Linked DNA regions of Triticum aestivum: region 2 is linked to region 1. A link is a contact called in public Hi-C data. All regions are on one chromosome and are shown on one strand. The core of a region is the stretch at or near the end of the contact, and the rest is flanking DNA. Distances in the headings are between cores, read along the strand shown.

The links. Hi-C and Micro-C count contacts between places; a contact is called where the count stands out from the background.
Region 2: a contact with region 1 is called in a Hi-C map of an unstated tissue, with 4 times the contacts expected there. The contact joins the promoter of LOC123059840 here to the enhancer-like site in region 1. A contact is called at or near these places in 4 of 5 Hi-C or Micro-C datasets (leaf and an unstated tissue).

Annotation. Positions count from the first base shown.
Region 1 is chr3A:13,090,977-13,093,539 of IWGSC CS RefSeq v2.1, reverse strand. No RefSeq gene overlaps it. Among protein-coding and RNA genes, the nearest start is that of LOC123059840, 43 kb to the left of the region's middle. Within about 2 kb of position 1,274, at least 4 of the 8 cell types and tissues checked have an H3K27ac peak or open chromatin away from gene starts, as enhancers often do. A contact at or near this core is called in leaf, where this site is marked.
Region 2 is chr3A:13,133,568-13,136,130 of IWGSC CS RefSeq v2.1, reverse strand. It overlaps LOC123059840 (beta-1,2-xylosyltransferase XYXT1), which reads right to left and starts at 1,269. Exons shown (of 6, transcript XM_044482362.1): 1 at 863-1,269; 2 at 677-745; 3 at 474-590; 4 at 135-266. The coding sequence starts at 1,043.

The DNA.
Region 1 (2,563 bases), core at 25-2,524:
TCATTTTTCTCTTCCGCGAGAGGCGTGGCCGTGCCTCTCCGAAATGAAAAAAACTCATTTTTTTCCTTTCATGTGAGGCACGGTTTGCATCCACGAGAGGCATGGTTATGTTTCCGCGAGAGGCACGACCATGCCTCTTAGAAACAAAAAAAAACTCATTTTCTCTTTTTTCGCGAGAGTCACGGTTTTGTTTCCGCTACAGGCACGACCGTGTCTCTCGGAAACGGCTTTTGGAAAGGGAGAAAAACGTGCTCCTGGTCCGGTTTTTTCGTAAGAAAAAGTTCGTCAAAACCTATCAACATGGTATGTAGTTTTGAAGATCTCAATGCGAGGAATCCAACGGTGAAACGGTTTGAGATTTGGACACAAGGTTTAAGAGATAAAACGTTTCGAATAAACGAATCGACGAAAAAAGGAATAACTCCCAGATCACGGCAAGGGAGTTGAGAGTGATCTTTGAAATGAGTAACTCCCAGCTCTCATCCATAGGTCGCTCTCGACCAAGAACCACAATAACATTACCAGTTACATCACGGGTTGGTGACGTTGGTCAGTTGAGTCAATTAGCAAGAGAACATTATATGATGGCTCCGTTACTTTCATGGATATATACAGAGTGCGGGTCACACGAGTAGAGGCGAATACACGTCACATGGTACGTGAACAAAATGAAATGCTCCCACCGTCTCAAAATAAATGTCTTAACTTTGTACTAGCAAAGTTATACTAAGGTTAATCCTGTAAAAAAATCATTATACTAAGATTAAGACACTAATTTAAGGACGGAGGGGTAGCTTATTTGTCTTCTCGCGGTAAACCGGTCGGAAACTTGTGATGTTGACGAGAGGCAACGACCTAGAGCATGCTTGGATACGTTTTAGTCCCATGACTAAAAGTAGTGGGACTAAAACTTGCTAGTCTCACCCATGCTTGGATCCAAGTACTAAAGAGACTAAAATCTAGTTATTGAGCATTTATTATCCTCCAAACCCTCCAATCCAGAACTAAGGAGAGGAATTAAATGAGGAGAGAGAGAGCTAATACATATTTTAGTAGGTTTCCCATGACTAAAAGATTTTAGTCTCAAGACTAGTCCTAGCCTCTCTTTAGTCAGAAGTGCTTGGAACTTTAGCCTCTAAAAGAAACTATTTTTAATCAGACTAAAAATAGTCCCTTGTATCCAAGCACCCTCCTAGCCATGCATCTATAGCCAGGCCGGCAAAAGCATACGTGTCTGCAGCTAGCTTGATGCGCCGTCGCCTAGCGAGCGAAGCTAGTCGGCAGGCAGGCAGGCAGGGGCCGTTGTTGCGCCGTTGCCATCTCGACCGTGACCCGTGCGCCCGGTGACGTGGTGTGGTCCATATGAGACACGGAGAGAGCTAGCACGTACCCAGTCGCTGTACATGTAGGTTAACTGTAAACTTCAATGAATACGATCTTGCAAATCTGGCATGTATGGAGTACGTACGTACGAGGGGAGCAGTTCAGAAGAGGAAGATTCGCTGTTCATCGGTTTATTATGCGGCCGTTGGCTGTGATCTAGTTCAAAAATACAAGCTCGGCCAACCATTGTGGGTGCCTACAGGGAATGTAGCCACGTACCGAACCGGGATGCCCTGCTCACCAATCGTCGTGCACAACCTTCGTGTTCTCAATGTTGTCACCGACAGAAAGAGATGCCATTGTCAGAGAAAAGTCAACTTCCTTACAAAACACGGACAAGACGTCATCGCGTCTCGGTTTGAAGTTTTTTGTTTTTATGGAACGACATTCTGTGTCATTCGAGCGTTTTATTTTCTGTGTTTTGGGTTCACATTTACGTTTTCGCACGGTTTTCTCCGAATCAAGCGAGCAACTCTATTGGTCTTGCGTGAGGCCATTTGTGCTTCTCGCATCACTATGAATTGCATTGATGGGTCGACATCAAAGAAGTTAACCATTTATGTTTACCGTGCTTTAGGTACACAAACCACATTTACTACTTAGCGGCCGAGCACGTCTACCACGTCTAACCTCTAACCTATTATACGCAGAAAAAAGCTTGCAAACATGGACTATTGAAATATATTGCTCGCACATACAAAACTTGCAACAAAGAGGTCAGGGCTTGAAACCCAACGAACGCAATAAATAATTATGGTCTGGCGCCATAGACGTGAGGGTATTTGAAGCATAATATCCAGCCCCCTCCCATAGTTCGGGCTTCTGGATGAGTTGGTTGCGGCATGAATTCAATATAGACTATTGTAGTTTTTCTTAATCTTGGGGTAGTAAGTAAGTTTAGTTTCTTTTCTGGTTGACGATTAGTAAGTTTGGTCTGCTCTGCTTAGTCAAAGGAATAATTGCTGATCTGAATAATTAACGATGGACTGTTGTTGGACATACCGAAAAATCCTACGGAAGTTAACTTACAGCCCGAGGCGCTAATTTCTGGTTGCAAATAGGTGACCATGTCTGTAACCCACCTGTCTTAGGACTAGGATTTTCATTAACCATGGCATGGAAAACTTGACAGGGGTTGTTGATCTCCTGCATTAGCACCTTGTCAATGCAACCACCGGAT
Region 2 (2,563 bases), core at 20-2,519, 43 kb before region 1:
CAAACACCCACAAAGCTCGGCTTGTCAAATCCAACAACTACTAACTCCCTTTTCCCCCAAGAACAAAACAATTATGCGAAGCCGCATCTTATCTACTACTAACTAATTGGTTGGTCGATTGGATCCTCACTCACCTTGTTCCTCTTGCGTGCCGTTTGCCGACAGGGGAGGGAGAAGAGCGCCGGCGGCGTCATCGTCCTTGGCGGCCTCCACGGCAAAGGTGTCATCTTTCTTCGTGTCCGCCAGCGACGCATCGTGGACCAAATCTAAAGCGAAAAGGAACGGGGAGATTAAAAAAAATACACCAGTCTTTGTCACCGGATTGCCTGGATGGACGTTGCGTGCGAGCCGGTAGAAGCAGCCAAGTAGCGGCGGGCGGCGGCCGCGGCAGCTCGTGGCCTCTAGCCATGGCCATGGCCGGACCGCCTGACGCATACATAGACAGTGTAATAAGCAAATGATTTGTTGTTTACCTTGCGGTGAAGAGGAGGAGGGGGAGGTGGTCGTGTGGTCGTCGCCGTCCGTGTCCAGCACCTCGGCCTTGCTCCCCTCCCCGGATAATGCCGCGTCCTGCCCCGGCACGCCCAAATCTGAAGAAAAGAAGGCCGTCAGTCAAACTTGTCGATTGGCAAGATAGATTCGGCCGAAATGTTGGCGCGGGGGATGGATTAAGCACCTAATTGGGTCTTGGAGCCGGCGGCGGCGGCACTCACCGGCGAGCCAATCCGGGTCTCCAGGGGGCTGACTGCACACAGACACGTCGAGATTGGTCCGTCAGAGCCGCGGGGGACAAGGGGGGTAGAGGAAGCGGGAAGCGAATGCAGATGCGCGGAGGGAGGAGAGGGGGAGGGGGGTGGCTTACCGAGGGGCGCGATGTGGATGGCGTCGAACTTGGCGGTGGAGAAGTACGCGCAGGTGACGAGGAGGAATCCGGCGACGAGGCCGATGCCGAAGTTGCGCGGCTCGACGGTGCGGCTGAAGGCCTTGAGCAGCCTGGCGGTGTCGTGGTGGTGGGCGTAGGCCGCCGCCTTGCCGCCCTCCATGCCCGCCGCCGCTCTGCTCTCCTTGCTCTCCTTGCTCGGTTGGGCTGTGTCTGACTCTCTGCTCGCGAGGGAGAGAGAGAGAGAGGTGTCGAGGTGGAGGGTGAGCGGAGCAGAGCAGGGGCGCGGCGCGTATATATCTCTGGGCTAGCGAGCGAGAGAGAGCCTGAGCTGACCTCACATGCTTACAGGCAGCGCCGGAGCAAGCAGCGGCAGCGGGTGTGGGGCGAGCGACGCGTTGCGTTTACTTATACTACTTAACTAACCGTAACTCGTGAGCTAGCAGTAGTTGTACACTAAATAGCAGCAGATTCAGTGGTAGTAATATGGAGCAAGCTGAGCGTGCGAAAGCGAGGAGAAGAAGAAGAGACGGGCGAGCGAGGCATGGCAAGGCAAGGCTTTTCTTTCTCCAGTAATCCCTCCGTAACTCGTGGCCTTGTTTGCCACAAAGAAAATCAATATAAATAAACTGCGTGGCTTTCTCCCCTCCCCGTTTCAATCAAGCTGTACTGTTAGTAGGAGTACGAGTAGTACGCGTTGTTGTGTGTTCCCGTGAAGGGTGGAGAGATGCCTGACCAAGTGAGGGAAGGACGGGACGGAGTGGGGAGCGGCTGCTACTGCTGCGAACGTGTGCTCCGTGATTGGATCACCGGAGGGAGGAGCACCGACGCTGCCTGCTCTCCTGCTGGCTGGCTGGATGGATCCTGGCTCCTGGGAGATCGGATTCAGATCAGGTGCTCCTTTCGTCCGCCCGTCCGTGCATCCATCTATTGGGAGGGTGTGCTCATCTCATTTAATCGGCACTGACGAAATATTTGCCCTGCTTCGCGTGCCTGTCCGCCCGCTGGTGGGCCGCAAAGGAAATCCCGACCGGCATGGGTCCCCGTCCGTGCATCGCACCGCACGGCACGAATCGGGGGCCTTGTTCCCACCTTCAGTGCGGCTTACGCAAACACACATGCGGTCACTGATTACCCGGGACTGTTAATCACTGCCGCTGCCAAGATCAGCAATGTTAATGCTCTCCATCTACTACGGACCACACGTACCACCACTAATGGATTGAACTAGTAGTAATGCTGGGGCTTCTGCGTGCATGCATGCATTTACTAATGGTGTTTCTCAGCGGGCAGATAGCAGTCGCCATCGGCCGATGATTCCTTCCTTCAGTCGGCCAAGTGGTCAGTTCCTTCCAGCAGCAAACAGGCAGGCTTCCTTCCTAACACTGCTGCTTAAATGCCATCATCATTCTGCCTCTTAATTATATACTGCGTCTTCTGACAAGGGCTCCTGGGCTGATTTACAAGCAGCGCAAACAGAATCAAGGAAATTTCTTTGCGAGTCACTGAGTTTGTGTGGCCAGTACAGATAGCCAGGACGTGCAAGAAGATCGTCCAAAAGTCCAAAATACTAGTAGTGCTACCGGTAACCAGCGATGCTGCAATGGAGCGATCGATGCGTATCGACGCGCCCGTGTGTATCGATCGATACGTCGTATACTGTATGTGGATGGAGATCGATGG